Regions from separate parts of the Pan troglodytes genome. Here region 1 is linked to region 2. A link is a contact called in public Hi-C data. All regions are on one chromosome and are shown on one strand. The core of a region is the stretch at or near the end of the contact, and the rest is flanking DNA. Distances in the headings are between cores, read along the strand shown.

What was found. A called contact is a pair of places that touch in the nucleus more often than the background predicts.
Region 1: a contact with region 2 is called in a Hi-C map of induced pluripotent stem cells, with 2.2 times the contacts expected there. The contact joins two enhancer-like sites. A contact is called at or near these places in 4 of 7 Hi-C or Micro-C datasets (blood, induced pluripotent stem cells and stem cell-derived neural progenitor cells) and 1 of 1 other capture datasets (stem cell-derived neural stem cells).

The regions. Positions count from the first base shown.
Region 1 is chr18:7,216,581-7,223,007 of NHGRI_mPanTro3-v2.0_pri, reverse strand. C16H16orf96 (chromosome 16 C16orf96 homolog) reads right to left here. Exons shown (of 17, transcript XM_009430227.5): 2 at 2,549-2,653. Among named protein-coding and RNA genes, the nearest start is that of C16H16orf96, 14 kb to the right of the region's middle. Within about 2 kb of position 3,302, at least 2 of the 24 cell types and tissues checked have an H3K27ac peak or open chromatin away from gene starts, as enhancers often do. A contact at or near this core is called in induced pluripotent stem cells, where this site is marked.
Region 2 is chr18:7,157,331-7,163,396 of NHGRI_mPanTro3-v2.0_pri, reverse strand. CDIP1 (cell death inducing p53 target 1) reads left to right here. Exons shown (of 6, transcript NM_001243097.3): 3 at 49-147; 4 at 342-497; 5 at 1,129-1,402; 6 at 1,510-3,517. The coding sequence starts at 63. The coding sequence ends at 1,621. It overlaps HMOX2 (heme oxygenase 2), which reads right to left. Exons shown (of 6, transcript XM_001168788.7): 4 at 5,995-6,066; 5 at 4,649-4,775; 6 at 4,285-4,558. The coding sequence ends at 4,431. Among named protein-coding and RNA genes, the nearest start is that of CDIP1, 28 kb to the left of the region's middle. Within about 2 kb of position 2,511, at least 7 of the 24 cell types and tissues checked have an H3K27ac peak or open chromatin away from gene starts, as enhancers often do. A contact at or near this core is called in induced pluripotent stem cells, where this site is marked.

The DNA of each region.
Region 1 (6,427 bases), core at 2,053-4,552, 59 kb before region 2:
CAACAGGTTTCTGTACTGCAGGACTTCCCAGAGCCTTGAATGAGCAAAAGCACATTAAGAATCTCCAAGAGGGCCGGGCACAGTGGCTCACGCCTGTAATCCCAGCACTTTGGGATGCTGAGGCGGGTGGATCACGAGTTCAGGAGTTCGGGACCAGCCTGACCAATGTGGTGAAGCCCCCACCTCCACTAAAAACACAAAAATTAGCTAGGCGTGGTGGCTTGCACCTGTAATCCCAGCTACTCAGGAGGCTGAGGCAGGAGAATCACTTGAACCAGGGAGGCAGAGGTTGCAGTGAGCTGAGATCGTGCCACTGCACTCCAGCCTGGGTGACAGAGAGAGACTCCGTCTCAAAAAGAATACAAAACAAAACAACAACAAAAAAAACACCTCCAAGAGACAGGCCAATAAGGCATTGTTTTTCTTTTCTTTTTTCTTTTTTTTTTTTTTTTGAGACAGAGTCTCACTCTGTTGCCCAGGCTGGAGTGCAGTGGCGTGATCTCGGCTCACTGCAAGCTCCACCTCCCAGGTTCACACCATTCTCCTGCCTCAGCCTCCTGAGTAACTGGGACTACAGGTACCTGCCACCACATCCAGCTAATTTTTTGTATTTTTAGTAGAGATGGGGTTTCACCGTGTTAGCGAGGATGGTCTCGATCTCCTGACCTTGTGATCTGCCCACCTCAGCCTCCCAAAATGCTGAGATTACAGGCGTGAACCACCACGCCACCCCTCCGACCCCACCTTTTTTTTTTTTTTTTTTTTGAGACGGAGTCTTGCTCTGTCACCCAGGCTGGAGTGCAGTGGCTCAATCTTGGCTCACTACAATCTCCACCTCCTGGGTTCAAGTGATTCTCGTGCCTCAGCCTCCTGAGTAGCTGGGGTTACAGGTGCCTGCAACCATACCCAGCTAATTTTTGTATTTTTAGTGGAGACGGGGGTTTTACCATGTTGGCCAGGCTGGTCTCGAACTCCTGACCTCAGGTGATCCGCCTGCTTTGGCTTCCCAAAGTGCTGGGATTACAGGCGTGAGACACCAGGCCCCGCTGAGAAGGCATGGTTTCTCCAACAGCTTTGTCTAAGGGGCCCTTTTGAGTAGCTCATGATGCAGCTTTTAACAGCGTTCTTTCTGCTTAGATGGGAGCCATCCAGCCCATGCCTGAAGCTCCCACAGTTGCCATGATGATCAAATACAGGCCCTGATCTGTGAAGCCGGGATGGTACAGAAAATTACACTATTTGGGGGAAGTTGTTAAACCTGGGGGTGTGGAGAGCTGGCTTCAGACCCCAGCTGTGACTCATCAGTTGTGACGGGGACAGCTGCCTCATGTCTCAGGGACTCCATGTCCTTCCATGCATGGTAGGGTGTTAGAAAATACTTGGCTGATGGTTTTTGGCTACAGAAGTACAGAAGGAGCTTGTATGTACGCCTGCACTATTATGATTATTCCACTTTCCATGTGGACAGAGCTTTCCAGAAGGGGAAGAGGTTTTCTTTTTGCTAGGTTGGTGGAATATAAGTCTGCTGTTGCCAAGACTTGAGGAGCACCTGCCTGAGAATGAAGCCAACTGGGAGGAAAGTTTCACTGAGAAACGTCAGTATTGCCGGATGTGGTGGCTCACGCCTGTAATCCTGGCACTTTGGGAGGCTGAGGCGGGCGGATCAAGAGGTCAGGAGATTGAGACCATCCTGGCTAACATGGTGAAACCCCATCTCTACTAAAAATACAAAAAAAATTAGCCGGGCATGGGGGCGGGCGCCTGTAGTCCCAGCTACTCGGGAGGCTGAGACAGGAGAATGGCGTGAACCCGGGAGACAGAGCTTGCAGTGAGCCAAGATCGTGCCACTGCACTCCAGCCTGGGCAACAGAGCGAGACTCCATCTCAAAAAAAAAAAAAAAAAGAAATATAAGTATTGCATGAGTACCTAGATCTGGCCGTCCCCGGACCTTTTAGTAAATGAGACAATAAATCCCTTATTTTGCCTAATCCAGGATGAACGTGATTTCTGTCACTTACAACTAACATGTTAATACACTGGGGTAGAAAGCATGGAGGGGTCGGCCAGGTATGGTGGCTCACACCTGTAATCCCAGCACTTTGGGAGGCTGAGGTGGGTGGATCACGAGGTCAGAAGTTCGAGACCAGCCTGGCCAACAAGATGAACCCCTGTCTCTACTAAAAATACAAAAATTACCCAGATGTGGTGGTGCGTGCCTGTAATCCCAGCTACTCGGGAAGCTCAGGCAGGAGAATCACTTGAACCCGGGAGGCAGAGGTTGCCGTGAGCCAAGATCATGCCATTGCACTCCAGCCTGGGCAACAGAGTGAGACTCTGTCTTAAAAAAAAAAAAAAAAAACAAACAAACAAAGCATGGAGGGGTCACAGAGAAGTCGGTGGCACTGGCCAATTGGAGGGTCCACATGAGCACACCCTCACAGCTGCACTCTTGGCCTAACAGTAAGCTTCCTAGATTTTCCTCATTGCTCCAACCCCCAGAGGCCTGAGCAACGCAGCTGGCATGGAGGATGCTGGGGGAGGGCCTACCTTGTCAAGCATGTTCTTCAGCATGTCCACTTCTTTCCTGAGGGCTGTGATGGTGACCTGGAGTGCATGAAGATCAGTGAGCAAGTCCTGCAGGGTCTGCATTGACTGCAAAAGAGGAGAAAATGTGAAGCCGAGTATGGCTGGGGGAGAAGGTAAGTGAAGTACAGAAGCTTTCTGATGATAGCCGTTGTTCAAGAGGTCCTCTTGGCTCTCCCAAGGCCTAGACTGGAACCTACAAGGGGACCAGGAGATGCTACTAAAGTCAACAGTGCTCTGATCTCCAAGTGGCCTGGATGAGAAGGAGGCAACTCTGTATTTGAATATATCCAGAAACCAGGAGTTACTCGTCATGAAGCATCTCACGCCCTTTCTTCTATGATAGATGTCAGCCAGGGAGGAAGCACAGCCCATCCCTGGGTAGGAGCCACTGGAGGATCAGGAGCAGGAGAGACAGGGTTGCATTTACTTTTTGTTTCTAAGATGGAGTCTCACTCTGTGGCTCAGGCTGGAGTGCAGTGGCGCGATCTCAGCTTACTGTAACCTCCACCTCCTGGGCTCAAGTGATTCTCCTGCCTCAGCCTCCCAAGGAGCTGAGACCGCAGGTGTGCATCACCACGCCCAGCTAATTTTTTTTGTTTTTGTTTTTGTTTTTGTTTGGTAGAGATGGGGTTTCACCACGTTGCTCAGGCGAGTCTCGAATTCCTGAGCTCAAGCAATCTGCCCGCGTCATCCTCCCAAAGTGCCACAGCACCCGGTCTGTATTTACATTTTAAAGGATCTCTCGGGCTCCTGTGGAGCCTGGCTCTGGAGGGCAAAAGGGGAAGCAGCCTGCCTGCAGAAATGATTGCTTGCTGTAGGGAGAAATCCTCACACATCTGGTGTCAGAAGTGTGTTGCGAGCTTGGCGCGGTGGCTCATGCCTATAATCCCAGCACTTTGGGAGACCAAGTCAGGCAGAACATGAGGCCAGGAGTTTGATATCAGTCTGGCCAACACGGTGAAACCCTGTTTCTACTAAAAATACAAAAAAACTTAGCAGTTCCTGATGTTGCGTGCCTGTAATCCCAGCTACTCAGGAGGATGGGGCAGGAGAATCACTTGAACCTGGGAGGCAGAGGCTGCAGTGAGCCAAGATCGCACCACTGCACTCCAGACTGGACAACGAAGTGAGTCTCTATCTAAAAAAAAAAAAGCGTGTTGTGAGAACAGTGTGAAAGAAACTGAGTTTTTTTCCACTCAGAGGGCCAAACTATCTGGAAGATATAATAATTATAAACATACATGCACTTAACAGAGCCCTTTATAAAATACCTGAAGGAAACACTGACAGAACTGAAAGTGTAACTGAAAAGCACGTTGGTTGCTCGCTGCATTGCAGGGTTCAGTTACCATGAGCAAGGTCTGGTACCAAAAAGAAAGTGAATTTATTCCGAAGCTAGCTTGGGGAAGGGGCACAAAGCGCCCTGGCTTTAAACGTGCCGCTTCACTTCTGGAGAAAAAGTGGGCACATTTAAGACGTAGGGGATACAGCCAGCAAGGGCAGGGGTCTCCTTTTGAGCGTGATGTCTTATCTACTGGGCAGCTGAGTTGGCACCTTCCTGGGAAGAAGCAAGTTGTAAAAGTGGCCATGGGCACGCTTTCAACATGTCCTCCTGGTGAGACTGAGCTCTCAGGCAATCCCTGGAGAGTGGAAGTTCCCAGGTGAAAATCCTATAAGGGGCGTGCTTTGGTCTCTAAATCTGTTTCTTAACTCTCCAGGAGTTACATGAACTTGCCCTGTAGGGAGTGACTGGTGAAGGAGGGGTCAAAGACTATCTTTGCCTTCTTTTTTTTTTTTTTTTGAGACAGAGTCTCACTCTGTCACCTAGGCAACCTTCACCTCCCGGGTTCAAGTGATTCTCCCACCTCACCCTCCCAAGTAGCTGGGACTACAGGGGCACGCCACCACGCCCTGCTAATGGGGTTTCACCATGTTGGCCAGGCTGATCTCAAACTCCTGACCTCAAGTGATCCACCCACCTCGGCCTCCCAGAGTGCTGGGATTACAGGCATGAGCCAACTCACCAAGCCTCTCTTTGCATTTCTAAAGGGCTAAGTAGGAAGTGGGGAGCAGTGGGGAAGGAGAAAGGAAGAGAAAATAATTTTTAAAATAAACTATCTTTTAGAAAAATGGGGGTACTCAGTTACAAAAGGAGAAATAGTTAATTAACAAGAATAGTTCGAGACTTCAATTTCCTATTTTCAGTAATGAATAGAATAACTAAGATAAGGAAGGTCCAGCATGGTGGCTCACACCTGTAATCCCAGCACTTTGGGAGGCTGAGGCCAGTGGATCTGAAGTTCAGGAGTTTAAGACCAGCCTGGCCAACATGGTGAAACCCCATCTCTACCAAAAATATAAAAATTAGCCAGGCGTGGTAGTGTTTGCCTGTAATCCCAGCTACTTGGGAGGCAGAGGTGGGAGGATCACTTGAACCCCGGAGGCAGAGGTTGCAGCAAGCCAAGATCATCCCACTGCTCTCCAGCCTGTGTGACTCCATCTAAGTAAGTCTCCATGGAGTAAGACTCCATCTCGAAAAAACAAAACCCGAGATAAAAAGAACAGTATCCTGGGTGCAGTGGCTCACATCTGTAATCCCAGCATTTTGGGGGGCTGAAGCAGGTGGATCACTTGAGCCCAGGAGTTCGAAACCAGCCTGGGCAACATAGCGGTCTCCCATCTCTACAAAAAAATACCAAAATTAGACAGGCGTGGTGGTGCATGCCTGTAGTCCCAGGTCCCTGGGAGGATGAGATGGGAGGATCATCCTAGCCCAGGAGGTTGAGGCTGAAGTGAGTTGTGATTGCACTACTGCCCCCCAGCTTGGGTGACAGAGTGAGACTCTGTCTCAAAAAAAAAAAAAAAAAAAAAATTAAAAAGAAAAGAAAAAGAAAAAAAGAAGAGTAAGAGGCTGGGTTCAGTGGCTTACACCTGTAATCCCAGCATTTTGGGTGGCTGCAGTGGAAGGATGGCTTGAGCCCAGGGGTTCCAGAGCAGCCTGGGCAACCAAGGGAGACCCTGTCACTATAAAATAAATAAAATTAACAAAACAAAAGGCCAGCAAGAAAAGAGAAGATTTGAACAATTGTATAAACCAACTAGACATAACAGATATCCACGGAATACCCCACTCGACAATGGTAGAATACATATTATTCTCAAATGCATATAGAACACTCTCCAGGGTAGACCATATGGTAAAGCCATAAAACAAGCCTTAACAAATTTCAAAAGGACTGAAATTATGCAAAATACATACTCTGACCACAATGGAATTAAATTAGAAAGCAACAGAAGAGGCCAGGTATGGTGGCTCATGCCTGTAATTCAGCACTTTGGGAGCTTGAGGCAGGAGTATCATTTGAGCTCAGGAGTTCCAGACCAGTCTGGGCAACATAGTGAGATCTCCTCTCTATAATTCAAAAATAAAATAAAAAAGTTCTTGGATTGCCAATGGCTCCCATAGACAGGGCTTAAAACAAACAAACAAACAAAAAACAAAAACAGGCTGGACGTGGTGGCTCACACCTGTAATCTCAGCACTTTGAGAGGCTACAGCAGGCAGATCATGAAGTCAGGAGATCGAGACCATCCTGGCCAACATGGTGAAACCCCATCTCTACTAAAAATACAAAAATTAGCTGGGTGTGGTGGTGCATGCCTGTAGTCCCAGCTACTCGGGAGGCTGAGGCAGGAGAACTGCTTGAACCCAGGAGCAGAGGTTGTAGTGAGCCAAGGTCACGCCATTGCACTCCATCCTGGTGACAGAGGAAGACTTCATCTCAAAAAAAAAAAAAAAAAAAAAAAAGGCAACAGAAGAAACTATTGAAAATTCACAAA
Region 2 (6,066 bases), core at 1,262-3,761:
ACCTGGCTGGGAGCTTAGTTCATGTCTGGGTTTTCCCTCCATGTCCAGGAGAAGCAGCGAAGATGTCCAACGAGCCTCCCCCTCCTTATCCTGGGGGCCCCACAGCCCCACTTCTGGAAGAGAAAAGTGGAGCCCCGCCCACCCCAGGTAGGGGGTCACTGTTCCTGAGGCTCCATATTGCAGCCCCCTGCCCCCATGGCATGGTTGGGACTCTCTAAGTGGTGATGCCCACTCCAGGGTTACCCCTGGGCTCCATCTGTGTCCCAAAACAGTGGCCTCTGGTCCAGCTCATCGTGCAGAGGCTCCAGCTCAGTCTCCTCTTTCTGCCTCTCTCTGTCCAGGCCGTTCCTCCCCAGCTGTGATGCAGCCCCCTCCAGGCATGCCACTGCCCCCTGCGGACATTGGCCCCCCACCCTATGAGCCGCCGGGTCACCCAATGCCCCAGCCTGGCTTCATCCCCCCACACATGAGTGCAGATGGCACCTACATGCCTCCGGGTGAGTGGGGAAGGGATCTGAGGGGAGCATGGGGAACTCCTGGCTGCTGTCTGGCCTGCGCTGGCTGTCCTCAGTACAGGTGGGCATCTGCTGTAGGGCAGGGACTCCAACACGCCCAACCAGCCCTTGCCTAGGGCTCAGGCTGTGTGTGGACAGGGACTGTGGACGTGGGAAGGTGGGACTGCTCTTATTCAGGCTGGTCAGGAAGGGCTGGTCCTTGGCACACCAGGACCTGACATGGGTGGGGAGGGGCGCCTTGTGTGCAGCAGAGGGGTGGGTGACCCGCAAGGCTTTCCCTCCCTTGGTCATGGGCTTGAGGCTGAGTGCCCTGTCCTTGCATGCTGGAGACAGACAGAGGAGCAGAGGGACCGGGCCATGTGCCTGGCTCTCTGCCACATCTGTCATGGGCCCCAAGGGGTGGGGACCAGGAAGGGCTGGGAGAATGTGGCCCCACTTGACTTAGGGCCCCAGCTGTAAGGCCTCCCACTGGCCCATTAGGAGGGCGGTAGGAAGTCTGAGGCGTAGCCTTGCACGCTGGGCGCTGTGGACCGTGGGGCTTTGCGCCAATCTCTTTGTCTGGTGCAGGTGGCAGGCCAGTGACCTCTCGCCTCCATCTTCTGTGCCATTCCAGGTTTCTACCCTCCTCCAGGCCCCCACCCACCCATGGGCTACTACCCCCCAGGGCCCTACACGCCAGGGCCCTACCCTGGCCCTGGGGGCCACACAGCCACAGTCCTGGTCCCTTCAGGAGCTGCCACCACGGTGACAGTGCTGCAGGGAGAGATCTTTGAGGGAGCGCCTGTGCAGACGGTGTGTCCCCACTGCCAGCAGGCCATCACCACCAAGATCTCCTACGAGATTGGCTTGATGAATTTCGTGCTGGGTTTCTTCTGTTGCTTCATGGGGTAGGTGGTGTGGGCATTGGTAGGGTGGGGGCTGCACCAGGGTCAACTGGCTGCCTCTGCCTCCTCCGCAGCAGGCCTCAGCCTGTTCTTCCCTGTCTCTGATTCAGATGTGATCTGGGCTGCTGCCTGATCCCCTGCCTCATCAATGACTTCAAGGATGTGACGCACACATGCCCCAGCTGCAAAGCCTACATCTACACGTACAAGCGCCTGTGCTAACGGAGCTGGGACTCGGGACTCCCCTGCCTGTCAGTCTGGCCCCCTGTGCTTTGCTCCCTGCGCTCAGTGGTCACTTTCCCGCTCCCACTTGGGGCTGGGAGCCGTGCCACCATCCCCTAGAAGTCCTGTCCTCTTCACCCTGCCCTACCTGAGCAGCTGACTCTTCTGGCAAAAATTCTGTTGGGATTTAAGGCCAAGGGTCAGTGGGTGGCAGGGGGCTGGCAATGAGCTTGTGTGTTGTTGGTCTGCTTGGTGTGTGTGATCGGGAAGATAAGCTGGGAGGGGTCTCCTGCTGGGGTCCTGATTCCTCTGTTTCCAAACAAGGTACAGGTTCAGTCCAGACTCTTTCCCCCTGGGACCAACAGCAGCCAGAGCAGTAGCCAGTTAGTCCCCAGGCCTGTGGCCACAGGCGTTTCTGACCTGCTGGGCCGAGAATGGGTAAGTTGTCTGGAGTCAGGTGGGCCCACGTAGGACAGGGTCACAAAGCCTGGGTTTGTTTCTGGGTACATTGCGCCTCTGGGGTGCTAGAGGTGGGGCATGGTGGCTGGAAGTAAAACTGCCAACTCTGGCCCTCAGAACTCTCAGGTATAGAAGCCCAGGATGTCTAATACCCTGTCCCAGTGCCCGAGAGCTGCCTGGTGTCAGGTAGAGAGGACACTGTACCTGGGTGAATGATCAGACCCTGGTAGCTAAGAAGGAACTTGTCCCTTTGAGTCAGTGTGCAGACCCCCTTTCAGGCCATGCCTCTGTGAACCCTGTATTGCTGGGGCCGGAAGGAGCCCCTGAGCCTAGCCCCTTCCCGTCTGCCCTGTGTCCTCACTGCGTGTGGGTATGACCTCTGCCTGGTGGCTGGTGTGTCCCAACTGGGCAAGAGATGGCAGAGGGTCCCCCTTGTGGGTGCGCTTGGATGTGCAGAGCCTTCTCCATGGATTTTCTTCCCTGTAAGTGCCAGGCCCCTCGCCCCAGCTGACAGGCTGTTGCTGTGCCTGCTCACACCTGCTCCTGCAGGCACACTGGGCTAGGGACGAGGAAGGAGCAGCCACAAGTGGTAGAACTGCCTTGGTGGACACCAGCCTCGCCCTGTCTTTATTTCCTGAATGGTTTGTGAACTTGCTCACCTGGACCGCTGTATCCTGCCACTGTCCTTCCTGGTCTCGCACTGCCACTGCATGGCCTCCTGTCACTGTGAATCGTGGCCCAGTCTCAGTTTGTAGTTTCTCATTAAATTGGCCCTTTCACTCCCCCGCCCTGGGCCTCTGCTCTCTTGCCTGGCTTCCTTCTTTTTTGAGGGAAAGAGGGTGGGGCTGCAGGCAGTCTACTGGCAGGACGGGAGGCTGAGTCCTCAGGGTCTCACACCCTCAGTGCTGATGCCATGCCAACTGCCTGGGACAACACCAACACGTAAGGACCTAATTAAACGAAACCAGAGTCGGGTGTAGACCAGCCCTGGGATTTCCAGCTGTGACTGGGCCAGGGCACACGTTGGTCTCGGCAGTGGCTGTAAGGTCACCTTCCTTCCTCTGATGCTGGTTTCAACCATCTATATATGGCATCCACGCATGGGATCTGCAAGCTGGAGCCCTCCTACCCGCAGGCTTGAGCACAGCATCATCCAGCCCTGGGGAGGCGCACCCTTAAGCAAGACAGACTCGGCCGAGGCTGACAGGCAGAAGACTAACAGAGCGCAGTCTGCACACGCAGGTTCTGGGCCACCTCTGGCCCTGGCCATCTCTGCACTAACTCATCTGAATTATGAAGGTGGCAGTCTTGGTCAGTAGTTTAAAGAGTTTCCCTACTTTTTAACCCTTTTTGAAATAAAACTTTTACAGGTAGTAGATTCCTATTAATAAAATTATTTAAGTTCACGTTTCTCTTTTAGAGAATGAATTGTTTAAATACAAATATGTGCTTTTTTAAAACCCTTATTTTTAAATATATATATATATTTTAAAAAAACCTTTTAAGTAGGAAACCTCTAAGGTATTTCTGAGCTAAAAAATAGCAGTGCTGGATACACTTTAAAGATCTTTGCAAGACGGTTAGAGTGACTTTGCTTTGGAGACTAGAGGTGCTGGAGAGTAGACCAAGAGCAGGAGGTGGCTGCTGGGAGCCATGATGGACGATGTCCACTCCCCACACAGACATAACATGCCCTTGCTTCTGAGGGACTCTCCTATGGGGAGGTGGCTTGACCCACCCGGTGCCAGGAGGCAGGGAAGGAGGTAGCTTGCAAAGCCCACTATTGAGTGCTGGAGCATTTACACAGCGCGGAGGAGATAAGCTGGGGCTGAGCAAACCGCACCCAAGGGGTTAGAGGGATTCTGGGTGAGAGGGATGAGCTCCCAAGGCCTCTGAGGCTTCCACCCACACCCACCCTCACTCCCAGGGTCCAAGAGAGGACCAGAAGTTGTACAGCAGCATCCAGCAAGGCCCCCTCCCACAGCTTGGGCTTACAGGCCACTCACCTCCAACAGGGGAGATAGTCACCCATGTACTGCAAAAACGGGGACTACCGGAAGCAGCCTAGGGCCCAGAAGTGTGGAAGCCTGGAGTAGAGCTGGGTCGGGGGCCAGGCCTGCTGCACTGTGCCGACTGCTCCCAGGGTGACAGCCTGTGCCCAGTGCGGAATATGGCCCATAGAGAGGATGCTGTCAGGCAGAGGCTCTAGCATCTGGCTTTTATTGGTTGCCTTTCTTAAACCCAGCATTTTTTAAAAAGTCACCTGAGGTGGTAGTTTAGTCAGGGCTGGAGAAAGGGGTAGGCCAGTGGTCAGTCGGGAGGAGGGTACCGGTGTGGCATGATGGGTCCTTCACATGTAGTACCAGGCCAAGAGTCCAGCAGCTAGGGCCACACCAGCGGCCAGGATGAACTGGAGGCTGGGCTTCCTCAGCACAGCCATAGCTGTTCGGAAGGGACAGCTGCTGCCCTCCAGGGCACCTGTGTGGCAGCACCAATAGGAGACATGGCATCAGTGGAGTCTCCTGCTACACCTTCCCCAGGAGGGGAGGTCAGGACACACAGACCTACCTTTGTCTTGTTCAGCAGCGTAGAAAGGGCATTTACGCATGTCTCCTTTCCCATCGTGTACAGGGAACCCATCCTCCAAGGTCTCTCTGGCCAGTGTGGAGCCGGCCTGGTCCAGTTCATTGAATATCTGCAGGAGCAGAGGATCGACTGAGCCATCTCTGGGCTGCCCATACTTTTTTTTTTTTTTTAAATGTCTTTTGAGATGAGGTCTCTGTTGCCCAGGCTGGAGTGCAGTGTTATGAACATGGCTAACTCACTGCAGCCTCAAACTCCTAGGCTCAAGTGGTCCTCCCACCTTATCCTCCTACGTGTGTGTACCACCATACCTGGCTAATTTTTAAATTTTGTGGGGAGATGGTGTCTCACCTTGGTTGCCCAGGCTGGTCTTCAACTCCTGGGGTCAAGTAATCCCCCTGCCTCAGCCTCCCAAAGTGCTGGGATTACAGGCATGAGCTACTGCGCCTGGCTACACTCTCCTTTTAGAGGACGCCCTCCAGAGAGAGAGAGCTGGAGCAGGTGAGCTTGCTCAGGTGTGCCAACTACACAGCAAGCAGCACTGGTGGGCGGCAGCTGCACTGCCTGATGCTCCTCCCTCCCTAGCATGAGCTCTGGGGAGGTGTGGATGTTGGTACCCCAAGAAGGCTGCCAAATGCTGGGTCTCCCCTGGGAACTGACCAGAGATGTACCCCCATGCCTAGCCTTCTCTGAGGTGGCTCAAGCCACTGAAACTACCACAGCACGGACAGGAGGGCATGAGTACATCCCCATTTCTAGGTGCTGGTTATTTTTTTATCAAGAAGCAACAGAAAACCTGGAACATGGGAGAATGAGACTGTGGCAGGGCATACTCATCCTGAGTGCCCTGGGAGGCCTCAGTAGAAGCTGACAGGACCTGGGGACAGAGTAAGCTTCCCCAGGTTCAGCCTCATCTAAAGGCTACTTGTAAACAGAGCTTATTTACTCTCCTTGGTGGCACTGGCTCTCTATTAACTTATAAAGCAGGGCTTTTCAGAGCAAAACTTGAAAAGAAAATTAACCATTCTTCAAGACCAGCATCCTGCAATGAGGGAGGAAGCCAGCTCCATTCTTCCAGACCCCTCTATGTGCGAGAGGACTTACCCTTCCCAAAACACTACCCACTGGCATCTATCACACCAGGCCTCCATGCTGGGAACCACCCACTGGGCCCACAAGCTATGGTGGCCAATCTGGTGGCCACCTTCCTCTCGGCACCCTGCAGCTCATCTGTCCTAATGCCATGTGTGCCTTCCTGGGCCACTATGGATCTGCTACCACTGTCAAAGTTTCCCTCTTCAGCCCTAGCAGCTGGCAGCCCCCAGTAGTACCTGCATGTTATACTCAAAAGCCTTGTTGGCCTCCTCCACGATCCTCTCTTTGGTCTTCATGTTCAGGTCCAG